Linked DNA regions of Mus musculus: all the other regions are linked to region 3. The links are chromatin contacts, called in public HiChIP or PLAC-seq and promoter capture Hi-C maps. All regions are on one chromosome and are shown on one strand. Each heading gives the region's core, a stretch centred on a gene start, on an enhancer-like site or on the middle of the called end of the contact. The rest is flanking DNA. Distances are from core to core; before and after follow the strand shown. Region 1 overlaps Klf12 (Kruppel-like factor 12). Region 2 has its middle 76 kb from the start of Gm22970. Region 3 holds the start of Klf5 (Kruppel-like factor 5). Region 4 has its middle 53 kb from the start of Gm22970.

Region 1 (3,068 bases), core at 530-3,029, 570 kb before region 3:
ACCTAGGCACCATCTCCTCCTGCCCTTAGTGTTTGATTACAAAGAATCGAGGAGAGGGGGGCTTTCTTAGACACACTGGCACCACGGTAAGAGGTGGAGCTGCCCAGGCAAAGTCACTGAACATGAAAACGAGACAAAGCAGAGATGGAAATAATGCTCTTCTTGAGGAGAAAAGCAATAATGAATAGAAGGACTTTCCTACAATAACTCCACTGAGGACTCACATTACCGATTTTCATACTTACTAAAGGGATTGTAAAAAACACCCCAGCATCTCAGAGGTCTTAGTTACAGCCACAGCACGGAGGTAATCTTTCCACTTTCTGTTGTCCTACTTGCTTAAGTACCACACTTAGAGATTATGCTCCCCACTTCTTGGTAGGAAACAGTTACTTGGTGACTAGAGAGGCACAGGAGGCAGAGCTGCCGATGAACTCTTCCGCCTGTGGGTCTCTTCTGCTTGGGCCTGAGTCCGTGGCAAGAGTGTCCCCATGGGAAGCCTGGCAAGAGTGTCCCCATGGGAAGCCTGCCTTGGTGCTACTTCTCCAACCTGGAGAGCCGAGAGTCTGACTCTACGCCATTCACTTTTTAAACTGTCCCAGAATCCCCGTGCTCCCACATTGGCATCCACAGGGACAGACCACCTGCTTCTTCTGGGAGAAGGGTCAGAGCAAAGCTAGGTTCCATCCTATCTCTCAAGTAAAGAGCTTTTTGTATTTAGCGAAATGTACAGGAAAAGCAATATATCCCCCCAACCCCCCAACAAGCACTCTTTCCAAAATAGTCTGTCACCACTGAAAGCTGCTGTTTTCCCAGCTTTCTGTGGCAAATTGGGTTTGGTGAGATTTTTGTTGTTAAGACATTTTATAGCTTAAATATTAAAGGTCTCCAGTGAAGGCCTTTGCAATATATTTCAATGACACACTTGATTTGGGAAACTGCACAAATCAACCTCATAGGGTTCCTAGCTCAGTTTTGAATGTCTGCACATTCTAAAATGATTTCTGGTGACAGTTATCCTTCCTAGTATCAGCTTCTAATCAGGATAATTGTATTCTGACAAAGCAAGAGCTATGAACATTACAAGGAGAACCATTTGTGTCGGGTAGCTTTGAAAAAGACTTTTAATAACTGTTCAGGCAAAAGTAGCATGATTTACAGGTCAAGTCCCAGCTTCAGAGATCTGTGCTCTACATTTTCTGCCAGGTATAAAAACTTCATCAGGCAATTTCCCTCCTCCAAGGGCTGTAGTTCTATTGATAAATAGCTTCAGCTACACAGGTTGGTACCCACCAGCCAGCAGGATTTTTTGGTTATTGCTTTTTGTTGTTATTTTTTTATATATATACCAACTGGAACATTTTTAAATCTGTACTGTATGCACTTCCTACTTCTCATTGCCTGTAATCATCCAGAATAAAACCAGGTTTCCTGATGCACGCCAGCATTAGTAACTGGCCAGGGCAAAGAACCCTGACAGTGGCAAACAAGCAGGATCCCCCAGGCGCTGGCCCTAGAGCCTAATTGATAGGTCGTAAGGAAGTCGCTCAAGTCAAGTACACGGTTGGCTTAGTTCTGTCTGCTCTCGTAGGAGCCAGTCCTTTCTCCACTGAGAAAGCATCTTGCCAGTTTTACAGGGAGAATTCACTGATCTGACAAGCCAGGGAAGCTTCCTGACTGACATCTTAATTTAAATTTAGCACAGAACTAAGAGAGTCGTACCTCTCTAGCAGCATAAGGAAGATGTGGGGAAGTGAGCTCTTCCCCCCTCGCTCCCTGAAAATGGAAAGCATACTGAGATGGTAAGGTAACGGATGAAACCTGCCACCATTACAACGTTTCCCTCTTCTTGACATAGCGATATTTTTAGAAGAGTTGCAAGCACAAATGAACACATCCCTGATCTGGCCCAAGAACTGAGACTTATTTGGCACTCGTCTGGAGGACGTAACCAATCCTCCGCAGTAAGTTTCCGAGGTGTGTTCCCCTTATAACAGAAAGTGGTTTGAGACTAAAGGAAATGGGATATCCTTAGTCACAGAAAAGCCACCACCCATTTCATCGTCCAGTCTAGCTTCTTGAAAAGCACAGTGTATGATAAGCTATCAAAAAGAAAAAGAGAGAGAGAGAGAACCCTAAAGCACCTCTCAGTGGTTTCCTAAGCATGCTTTGGTTTCAGGTTTGAAGTGGTTCATCTTGCAGCTAGGAAGGGTGTGTGTGTTTGGGAACACCTCGCACACACACAGTGGGGAGAACCAATTGTCTCCTTGAAATGTAAAAGCTGATGACAAGGGAGGTGGGCTATTAGGGGTTTTCAGAGAGTCCCTTATAAGGTTACATAAATAAAACGAGCACTTTTAAATATCACTTTAAAGATTAAAAGGGAAACAAGATTAGTGAAGGGGGGGGGCTTTCAAAATGCTTCTGTGTTTACAGACAAGGGTTGTAGGTGATTAGAAAGGCCATGTTCATCATGGTTGAAATTTGGAACAGCTCATGTGAAGACTGTGTACGCTTTCATGCAACTTGTTTAATGTCAGACTGCCATTCGAGTCTGGACTGGAAATGGAACTCTGCACTTTGAGATCAGCTCATTAGAATGATAACGTGTATATGGATAAAGATGCAGTATTCCTTAGTCTGTGCTTTGTTTATTATCTGTACCAAAGCTGCAATTGAATAGATCCGGTGAGGGGAGGCCTTCAGTTGTAATCACATGCCGTTGTTTTGTTGTAGTGACTGCCTAGAAACGTTGCTGAGATATTGTTAGGAGGCTGTCCAGTTCCTTGTATTGTGAGGATTCTTAGAATTGAAGCAGTGTTAATACCAGCACACACACAGTCTGCATAGAAAGGATCGAATGTGAGTTAATGCTGGCGAACCACATAGGCCCAGGAAGCCTTAATACTCATAGCTCAAATCAGAGTTTATTCTTTACCATTGCCTGTAAGTGTATCACGTAAATGTAGGCCACCGGCCAGCTCTCTCTCTCTCCCTTTCCTGAGGTTGTATATCCCACAAAAATGTTTTCAGATTGACTTGGCTCAGCTAAGGAAAGAGGGTTGGCT
Region 2 (2,921 bases), core at 379-2,878, 550 kb before region 3:
CAAGTGAGTTTCAATTTGGATCAATTATTTGTCGCTCATGGGTCAGTTCTGCCAAAGCAGCCCTTTGTCCTCGATTCTTTCAAATCATCCTTCGGGACCTTACATTTTTATTTTTAATTTTAAATGTCTTTCTGTGAGTGTAGTAGTGGGGTAGTGGTGTGTGTGTGTGTGTGTGTGTGTGTGTGTGTGAGAGAGAGAGAGAGAGAGAGAGAGAGAGAGAGAGAGAGAGAGAGAGCTTTGTGCATTTAAGGGCAGTGCCCACGTACACCAAAAGAAGGTGTGAGATTCCCGGAAGCGGAAGTTACAGGAGGTTGTGAACGACTGGGTGTGTTAGGAACCCAGCTTAGGTCCTCTTCGAAGGCAGTATTAAGTGCTCTTAGCTGTTGAGCCATTTCTCCACCTCTGTCTTCCTATCTTTCAGGACTTCTCACTACTTTAGAAAAGTGCTTATTTTTCTGGATAGAGGATTCAAACTATATTTAAAGAATGAGTGGTCTGTGTGGATTGTAGGGTATGTGCCACTGTGCCCCCAGTTTCTGCTTTGTAATCAAGAGTCCTTCATGAAATGCAGTGGGTCTAAAGACAATACCCTGATATCTTGACTGGAATTTGGTCATAAAAGATGGCGGTAAAAATGCATCTTTACCTCTATACGGGATCCAGAAGGGCATGGAGAGCTCACACAACATTCACTGTGTACCCTAAAGGATAGACGCGGTCCCACTCAATTCCTGTGTATTTTGTGGGATCAGCATCGCCATATTTATGTTAGAAGGGAAGGCTCCAGAAGCGTATCAAAGTCAGAGAGACACAGTGAGGAAGGAGCGAAGATTCGCCTGTCTACCAGCAGCCCAACCCTTAAGCACACTGCTGATGCACACAGCTGGACCCTCTGAGCAGAATCCACACGCTGGTTCCTGAGATAGTGGCTTCAGTTATACAGTGTTCGCTCTTTCTTTTTTCAGCGGCAAAAGAATGGTTTTTAACTCAGATCACTTAATACCCTCCCCGTTTCTCCTGCACTTTCTTGTATTATTTAGGGGGAGGGGGTGGAGGTTAAAATCCCAGGAATTCCTTTAGAAAACAGTTCTGGAGAGTTCGGTAAGTACTTTCAGAAACTATTACAGCTACAAGTATCCTGCAAACACTTAGCTCCCACTTTAAAAAATATAGGTCTTGTTTAAGCGCGAGGGATGAAACAGTGTGTGTGTGACTGACTTGCCACACTCCGAAAAAATCTAGCAATGTACGAGAGAGTATGACTGAAAAAAGTTAAATAACTGAAAACAGTGTGAGAACTGTACGTGTGTAAGCACACATGTGTACTTGTGTGTCTCTGTGTGTGTACGTGCGTGTGCTCTCATGTGCACAAAAGAGAAAGTGTGTGTGAAAGTGTGCGTGTCTGTGTCTCGGTGTGTGTTAACCCAAACTCAGACAACATAGAAAGTTCCTGCAAGGGGGAACTCAGTGTACCACAGTTCCAGGGGTAAAACAATCTTAGAAAAAAAGATTGACATCTTCATGGTTTAGGGGAAAAAATGAAAGATAATTCTGTATAGATAGGGTATAGATCTAGTCTAAGTATTTGAAAATTAGAAGCTGGCTGTCTAACATGACCTAAGCAAATATGGCATGAACAGATATGTTGACATGGAGGGGGAAAGCTCACATGGCCTCAGCCCTACACAAATCACTCAGCTCCTGAGGAATGCTGGGAGTGGAAGAATTAGTGTGCTCCCTAAACGTCTTCCCTCGAAATCTGGAAGAGCACACCAAATGTTGTCCAATATTAAATGGCCATCCCAGAACACATACACAACAAGCAACATCAAGAAGATGCTCCACACATTTTATTTATATGTACATAAAGAAAGAGAGGCCGTGGATTACCAAGGAGGAGTTAGAAAGAGCACAGGGAATAAGTATATTATAATCTTAATAAGTAAATAAATTATTAAAAAAAATTCCAGTGCAAGCCGTGTCTGTCAATCAGAACTCTTGTAGGGTGGGACCTCAACATCAGTGCTTTGTAAAACCCTGTGGGTGATCCAGGTTTAGGGATTAGTGGTGCAGAAGCAGTTTTCAAGCCATCTAGAACCAGGAAAATAAAAGTGCAGATCTGTACTCGCAGTATGGAAGGAGACCCCAGAGTCTCCGATTTCACAGGTCCAGGGTAGAATGCATTTGGCCTTCTAATAAATTCAAGGTACTATGGATAATGACGTTGCAAACTGAGGGGCCTGGACCTGAAAAGCAACCAATCAAGATCAGAGCCTCCCAGACTCCAAAAGAGCAACTGACCACTCAGGAACCTTGTTAAATGTAGCTACTGGTCTTGTTTCTGTAGGAAACTACTCAGAAAAAGCAACTCAAGAAAGGAAGGGCTGCATTTGGTTCACAGCTGTGAGGTGCAGCCCATGTGTTGGGGTGTGTATGGCAGGAGCTGGAGGTAGCTGCTCACACTGGGTCTGCTGCCAGAATCCTGGGCAAAGTAATGGTCATGTTCAGCTAACTTTCTCCTTCTCTCTCAGCCTGCAATCCCAGCCCATCATGCTGTTTCTCACATGGACACTGGATCAGCACATCTCAATTAATGGGATCTAGGAAATCCCTTACAGACTCGCTCAGACTCCCCCTGCCCACTGGTACTCTTATATCTCATCAGACAGAAACTCAAGAGTTAGCATCGCACAAAGATTCTGGTTCAGTTTATCTGAAATAGGGCCAATTGGTCCATTGCTGATGTCAAGACTGCTGATCCCCTGAGGATACTTTTAAAGGCAAAGTGATATAGAAGAAGAAAAGGAGCTGGGAGGTAATCAGAAACTACGTCACTGGAAGGGCTGTCCTTGTTACTGCCACCATCTGAGTCATCATGTCCCCAGCAGCCAATATGCTGGCTTGGTTGCCAATGAAAACTT
Region 3 (3,062 bases), core at 13-2,512:
TCTTCCAGCTGTTTGCATGTGGGTCTGTTTCCAATTTTTTTTTTCCTTGGGACTAGCTAAAAGTCCCGGGAAGTTTTTTCTAGGCTATATGACTCCCGTGCGTGGGCGAAAGAAACAGGCGCTTGCTCTAATTCGGCTGCTGGGCAAGTGTAAAAGCCAACTGCCAGCTTTCAACGCGACTCCGAGAGGAAATTTACGCGCACACTAAGAAAAACAACACCCCTGGCCTTTTTTGTCCGTGTTTCTTTTTAAGGGAAAAGCGGTGTTCCAATACAACCTTAAGATTCTAGTTTTCCAAACGGGGCCCTACAATACATTCTAGGGTGAGCCTCCACGGGGGTATATGAAACCCCAGTACTCCAATTTGCATTTCTATTTCACCCCAGAGGACGCAGGCAGGTGGACTTCCAAGGCCAGGGCCATCGGGAGAGAGCGGTCAAGAAGCATTTTAAGCCAAGTTGAGCGTGGGCACAAGCTTTCATCCCCACGCAAGCAAAGAGAAGGTGCACGCGAGCGCGCGGCTCTCTTTAGCTCCTCTGGACAGATCCGGGTGGGCCCCCGCCCTGCTCCCCCATCCACTCCCCGGCGCCCCGTCTGGGAGCGCAGGGCGGGGCTGTCCACCCGGGCACCCGTTCCCGCGCGTCCCAGTCTGGAGCGGCCCCTGTCGCCCGCGCCTCGTAGCGGCGGGACACGCCCGAGCCGGGGAAGGGAGGCCGGCCGCTCTGCTTACCTGGACCAGCTCCTCCGAGGGCAGTCGCGGGCCAGCGGCTGGCGGCGGCGCAGGCGGGTGGTGGTGCGCGTGTTTCAGATCGTCTCCGGAGAAGAGCGCCGCGTCGCGGGCCGGGTTCGCAGCGCCCAGCACCGGCTTGAGCTGCGCGAACACGGGCTCGTCCTGCGCGGCCGGCGGCTGGGGCAGTGGTCCCAGGCGGGCGCTCATGGTCAGCACCCGCGTGGGCATGGACGGTCTGGGGATTACGGGAGCGGGACACGGAGCGATCGCGATCCCACCTCGCTCGGGCTGGCACGGGACGGCGGACTCGGCGGGGGGCCGCGGCGGGGGACCCCTGGGCCGGCAGCCAGACGCTCACGAAGGCGGGCACGGAGATCGGGGCTCCTGGGCTCGGCCACGCGTCACCGCCGAGGTCCTCGGGCAGCCACTTTCTCCCGCCCCGCCCCAGCGCTCGCTCACCCTCTCGCCGGAACCCGCTCCCGCCACCCCCAAGCTCCACCAGCAACCTAAGAGAGCGCGTACCTGCCCCGCGACTACTGACACTTGACGCCCGCCTCTATTTCACCCAACTCCGGGGAGGCAGGGCCAGCTCACCGGACTGGCAGCGTTGTGGCCAATGGCAAGGCCCCAGGGCCAGAGGGTAGCCAGTAGGAAAGAAGGCCCACGAGGTCCCGCCTCCGACGGGCCGACCGCACCCCTCGCGGGCCAGGAGCTTCGCGCGCAGGGCTGCGGCGCAGTTTGTACACAACTTCTCTGACAGATTGGGCCGGCGGAGCACGGGGCGGGCGGAGGGAAGGAGAGGAGCGGGTGGAATCTAGGAAGAGGGGGAAATCAGGGTGGAGACGCGGAGGGAGATCTCTCCGAACTGTTCTCTGCCAGGATTAGGGCGAAAAAAAAGTATTGCACGTCTTAGGTGTTGTGCAAGGACCTGAAACTCGAAAACCGAAGACAGAAGGCAGCTAGGTGGGGGGAGCTGAGGTTTCCAGTCTTAACCAATGAGTGTATTTTTTTTTTTAAGTATACAAAATGTACTTTAGAGGAAAACAAGGGGCGGTGCGAAAACAAACGTAAAACAGCCCTCCTTTCTGTGTTTTCAGCCGTAGATCTATCTATCTTTTCGCAGATTCCTTGTGGCCTGAATAAAATCTGTAAATGTCAAGCATTTTTTTTCAAGTCCTTGCATACCAACCTGGGCACATTTTCCCCTACAGTATTTAAGGAGCTACAAGTTTTCACAGACATGTCTACTCTCCTTCGCCGAATGTGGGGAAAAGGTGGGGTGGGCCATATGAATTATGAAGTTTTTAATATTTAAACCATGTTGATTCTAGCCCGAGCATGGAATCTAATTTGAGAACTAACAGCCAGCTCAACCGGGTATTTAAATAGACATTACATCTTTGGCTTATTTTTGCTAGCACTGTAGTGTTCGGAGGGGCGGGGAATGGAGTTTTAATATATTCAGAAGTATGGGTCCCATCTACCTAATACAGTGTCACCTTTTCCTACGAAACGGGAACCAAAGAAGGCACAAACATTCACAGACATTCAACAGCCCTGAAAACTGGGTATCCAAACTGGTAGGAAAGCAACAGTCAACTATATTACTACCTTTTTACTGCGTTGTTTTAATGGAAGGTGAGTGGTTTGGTTTGGTTTTGTTCTTAATTTTTGCCAGTAATCACACCAAAGGAAACGCCTTTCCTTAATCCTCAATGTTCTTGTCTATGATTTTATCTGGCTTATTGAGAAGCTGAAACAATAAACTGCGACTTAAAAAGACGCCTGTAATATTGCTATCTATTTACGTCTGTTGGCAGCACACTATACTATAATACCTACCTAGAGCACACTCGCTCCTTTACAGTGAAGCATCTTTTTAAAAAGTTCTTAGGAAAAAAAAAAAGTGCACCTGAAAGAGTGTATCACAGGTATAAGTCTCATTTCCAATGAAATTTCCAAAGTCTCACGTGTCGTTTATTTATTTATTTATTTATTTATTTATTTATTTATTTATTTATTTATTGTAGCAAAGATAAAATCATATTGTGAACTCAGTTTCTTTTCTCCCTTTTCCTTCCTGTCAGCAATGATCCATCTTTACAGTTGTGGTTGCCACTTTCAGAGGATGGGTGATGACAACTTTCATGATACCAGGGTGTTATTTAATAAGTGTGTGTGTACTGACGTTTTACGTCGACAACCCCATGTTGCCAACCTTCATCTTTAAAAACTTGGCCTCATTTTTCTCTGTTATTAAAGCCAATCACGTGCTCAAATAACTCTGAGACGGGTCATAGAATTGTTGTCAGATTTTAACTTTTTAAAAAGG
Region 4 (2,940 bases), core at 347-2,846, 530 kb before region 3:
GGGCATGGATATATATTTTCTCCAAATAGGAAAATAGTTACTTTATTTTTAAAAAATTCAACTCAAAAGTAACAATGTGCTCCAATTAGTTGACATGTAAAATGGCTTTAAGTAACGTTTCAGGAAAGATGGTAACTTCTCTTTCAAATGAAAAACTGTTGTGAGGAACAATCTCTGTCTTAAAATATTTTAATGTAAAACTTGTGTTGGTATTGTGTTTTTGGATTTGAAGACCCAATCATCCCCCATACATTCCCTTCTCACATCCTGTGCTAGGAACTTTCCAGAAACTCTTGCTGCAGTGAGGTCCTCTGTAGAAGACCTCCCAGCTTCCTGTGGGACATGTCCCTGCTGTCAATGAAGTGCATTCTCATTCTCTTATTTGAATCCAAATTGCTCTCCCAGTTCTCTGTCTTATTATTTACACATTTCTGATGTCCCTGTTTTTATTCCCCGATGTGTGTTACTCACTTCCTACTAACTAATGTATGATTATTTATAGTTTCTCTTTTGTTCAGCAAAGGACCGTGGGGTCAGCTCCTCTGCTATACATGGGCGATGTTGTGCAGTCACACAGAGGTTTTGGGCTCCTCTGATCTCCAGCACCTACTGACTGTGGGACTTCAGGCAAACCATTTAATATCCCTCACTTTCCTATTTTACAACATGGAGATGGTAGCTCATGCCGCCTAGAATCAGGAGAAGTCAATGTCACACGCATAGAATTCGTATAGTAGCTTCTGGCAAATACTGATCGAGAAATGCCAACTATTACTATCGTTTGGCCTGGCATAAGGAACCTGTCATCCCCCTTTCATCCACAGATGATCTTTTTCTTCCCTTTGTGCTGTTATTCCTTAAGCGCTTGTGGAATGTCTCCTGAATAAAGCACTCATCACTTGCTAGTTGTTTTCAGTTCTATAAATGTTAATTAAATCCATAACATGTACCAGAAACCACAGGAGTAAGACAACAGAATGAATAAAATGTGCTCTTTTCTTCATCTGACAGCTTAGAAGAGGCCCAGTTAACACCTTCGCATTTGCACATGTTGAATTGGTAGGGAATATTTGAGAGACTAGTTACTGAAGGCTTCTTGGTGTGACGGAGCATTGGAACGACCCTGAACCCAGTGAGGAATACTGGCAAGCCTGTCTAGAATATAAGAAGAACTCAGAGCACAAAAAGGAACAGCATGAAACCATGGTGTGTTGATAGGAATGTGCTCCATTTAACCTTTGTGGAAATTAGAGAAACAATCCAAATAGCCACGTCGACTTGAACCTAAAGACAAGTTGTTAACCAAGTTCACAAACTTGGTTACATAAAATATGGCTTATTCTCCTGCCTAGATAAATGTATCTTCATAATATTCTAGCAGGCTGAGCTGAAATTCAGAATTCTAGAACTTTCTGGAATTCCAGGTTCAAAAATACAGTGAGCTAGCTGTCAGCTCATAGCCCACTGCTGAGCTGAATAGCCATGACTGTCCAAAGTCATGTTGTAACTTTAATCACTAGTGTGATGTTAGAGCCTTTCAGACAGAGGGTGGAGCTCCAGTGATGGGACTAATGTCGTTCTAGACAGACCTGCCAGCTCCTAGATCAGGACCTTCCCAGCCTGCAGAACTGTGAGCAACAAATGCCTGTGGTTTAAGTCATGTGGTCTGTGGTATTTATTGTAGCACCTCAAACAAAAGGATACACCCACCATCTCTTTCTTAAACCTGGCTCCACAGGCCAACCCCATCTCTGGAAATGCTGTTAATATTTATCCCTTGGCCAATATACCTCAGTCCTGCCCAGAAGTACTATTGATGCTACAGAGTATAAATTCAGGGAAGTGACCTATGTCAGTGTTGGAAAGACTTTTGGCCATTTCCCAGGGAGACCGGAATACCAGGCATCCACAAGGTGAAGCACAAGAGAAAACCTGAATTGTTAGTATATTAGTTTACTTAGCTACATGATTCTTCCTCTATGTGCAAGATCAAGAAGCCCTAGTTGCAATCCCTCCATCTCTACAGATCAGATCTGGGGATGTCTCAGACATCCCGACAGCAGAATGGTCCTGATGGCAAATTATACTTCTCACATCCTGCTAACAATGAAAAGAGAGGCAGGGGAGTGGGGTGAAAGGCTGGAGCTCTAGACAAGAGCCAATGCCATGTTTTTCTTATTTAGGAGGAGCCGGATTTTAATCTGTCAGGTATTTGGAATCTTTGAAATGTTTTAAATAAAGAGTTGTCATAACGTTTTCCTAGAAAAGTATGTTATCAGTTGTTTGGAAGATAGCCTGAAAACCAAGAGAGGGAATCAGACAGGGGAAGGGGGATGAGTTTTGGAACAATTTGCCAAGAGATGAAGCTGAATTCTACAGAGCCAAAAAACTAGTACAACACGTGTTCTAGAGGGAAAAATGATATAAGTGTTTATCATTTGGGGATGGGAGTGGGAGGTTATGGGAAATGGAGGACAGAGAGAGCCCGTGAATGGTTCCCATACTCGGTTCAGTGGTGATGCATTCGTCTTCTATTGTAACAAACGGATACACACTCACCAGCTTAAAAACAACAGCAGTGGATTCCTCACAGTTCATCTCAGTTGCATCCTCTGATCAGAATCCTGCAAAGCTGAACCCAAGTGCTGGCAGGGCTCCATCCCTTTGGGGAAGGTCTAAGAAGGCGTATGCTGTTGAATCCACTTGAGTTGAGAAATGAATCCCTCCAAGTTGTAGCGCTAAGGTCTCATGTGTTAACTAAGGCAAGGCTTTGGTCCCAGGGGCAGCACAGTGCTTACATTCTTCCCCCATGGCTTTTCCATTGATGGAGGAGTATCTTCCTTCACACCACATCTTTCTTTTCTGTTGGATCTCCCCGTTTCATCCGTCTTCTGTATCGCTGTTCTGCCTCCTTCTGGGTTCATAAGGACTCACGATATT

Evidence for each region. Promoter capture Hi-C pulls out the DNA fragments that hold promoters and counts their contacts. HiChIP or PLAC-seq counts read pairs in DNA pulled down with a chosen protein or histone mark.
Region 1: an H3K4me3 HiChIP or PLAC-seq map of embryonic stem cells shows a contact between it and region 3, with 13 read pairs. The contact joins the enhancer-like site here to the promoter of Klf5 in region 3. A contact is called at or near these places in 9 of 39 promoter capture datasets (3T3-L1-derived adipocytes, the C10 cell line, the SN4741 cell line and 5 more), 1 of 15 datasets of contacts at CTCF or cohesin (the NIH/3T3 cell line), 7 of 484 Hi-C or Micro-C datasets (cortical neurons, dorsal root ganglion neurons, embryonic fibroblasts and 2 more) and 12 of 115 datasets of contacts at active chromatin or transcription factors (bone marrow-derived macrophages, cardiomyocytes, craniofacial prominence and 8 more).
Region 2: a contact with region 3 is called in a promoter capture Hi-C map of cranial neural crest. The contact joins the enhancer-like site here to the promoter of Klf5 in region 3. A contact is called at or near these places in 6 of 39 promoter capture datasets (the C10 cell line, cranial neural crest, embryonic stem cells and 3 more), 3 of 484 Hi-C or Micro-C datasets (cortical neurons and pre-megakaryocyte-erythroid progenitors), 10 of 115 datasets of contacts at active chromatin or transcription factors (SST interneurons, cardiomyocytes, craniofacial prominence and 6 more) and 1 of 9 other capture datasets (liver).
Region 4: a contact with region 3 is called in a FOXA1 HiChIP or PLAC-seq map of pancreatic cancer cells. The contact joins the enhancer-like site here to the promoter of Klf5 in region 3. A contact is called at or near these places in 4 of 39 promoter capture datasets (the 3T3-L1 cell line, cranial neural crest, embryonic stem cells and 1 more), 1 of 15 datasets of contacts at CTCF or cohesin (the NIH/3T3 cell line) and 5 of 115 datasets of contacts at active chromatin or transcription factors (the NIH/3T3 cell line, embryonic forebrain, embryonic hindbrain and 2 more).

Annotation. Positions count from the first base shown.
Region 1 is chr14:99,871,207-99,874,274 of GRCm38.p6, reverse strand. It overlaps Klf12 (Kruppel-like factor 12), which reads left to right. Exons shown (of 7, transcript NM_010636.3): 7 at 1-3,068. Among named protein-coding and RNA genes, the nearest start is that of Gm22970, 99 kb to the right of the region's middle. Within about 2 kb of position 1,779, at least 13 of the 459 cell types and tissues checked have an H3K27ac peak or open chromatin away from gene starts, as enhancers often do.
Region 2 is chr14:99,848,783-99,851,703 of GRCm38.p6, reverse strand. No RefSeq gene overlaps it. Among named protein-coding and RNA genes, the nearest start is that of Gm22970, 76 kb to the right of the region's middle. Within about 2 kb of position 1,628, at least 10 of the 459 cell types and tissues checked have an H3K27ac peak or open chromatin away from gene starts, as enhancers often do.
Region 3 is chr14:99,296,891-99,299,952 of GRCm38.p6, reverse strand. It overlaps Klf5 (Kruppel-like factor 5), which reads right to left and starts at 1,262. Exons shown (of 4, transcript NM_009769.4): 1 at 731-1,262. The coding sequence starts at 958.
Region 4 is chr14:99,825,582-99,828,521 of GRCm38.p6, reverse strand. No RefSeq gene overlaps it. Among named protein-coding and RNA genes, the nearest start is that of Gm22970, 53 kb to the right of the region's middle. Within about 2 kb of position 1,596, at least 9 of the 459 cell types and tissues checked have an H3K27ac peak or open chromatin away from gene starts, as enhancers often do. A contact at or near this core is called in pancreatic cancer cells, where this site is marked.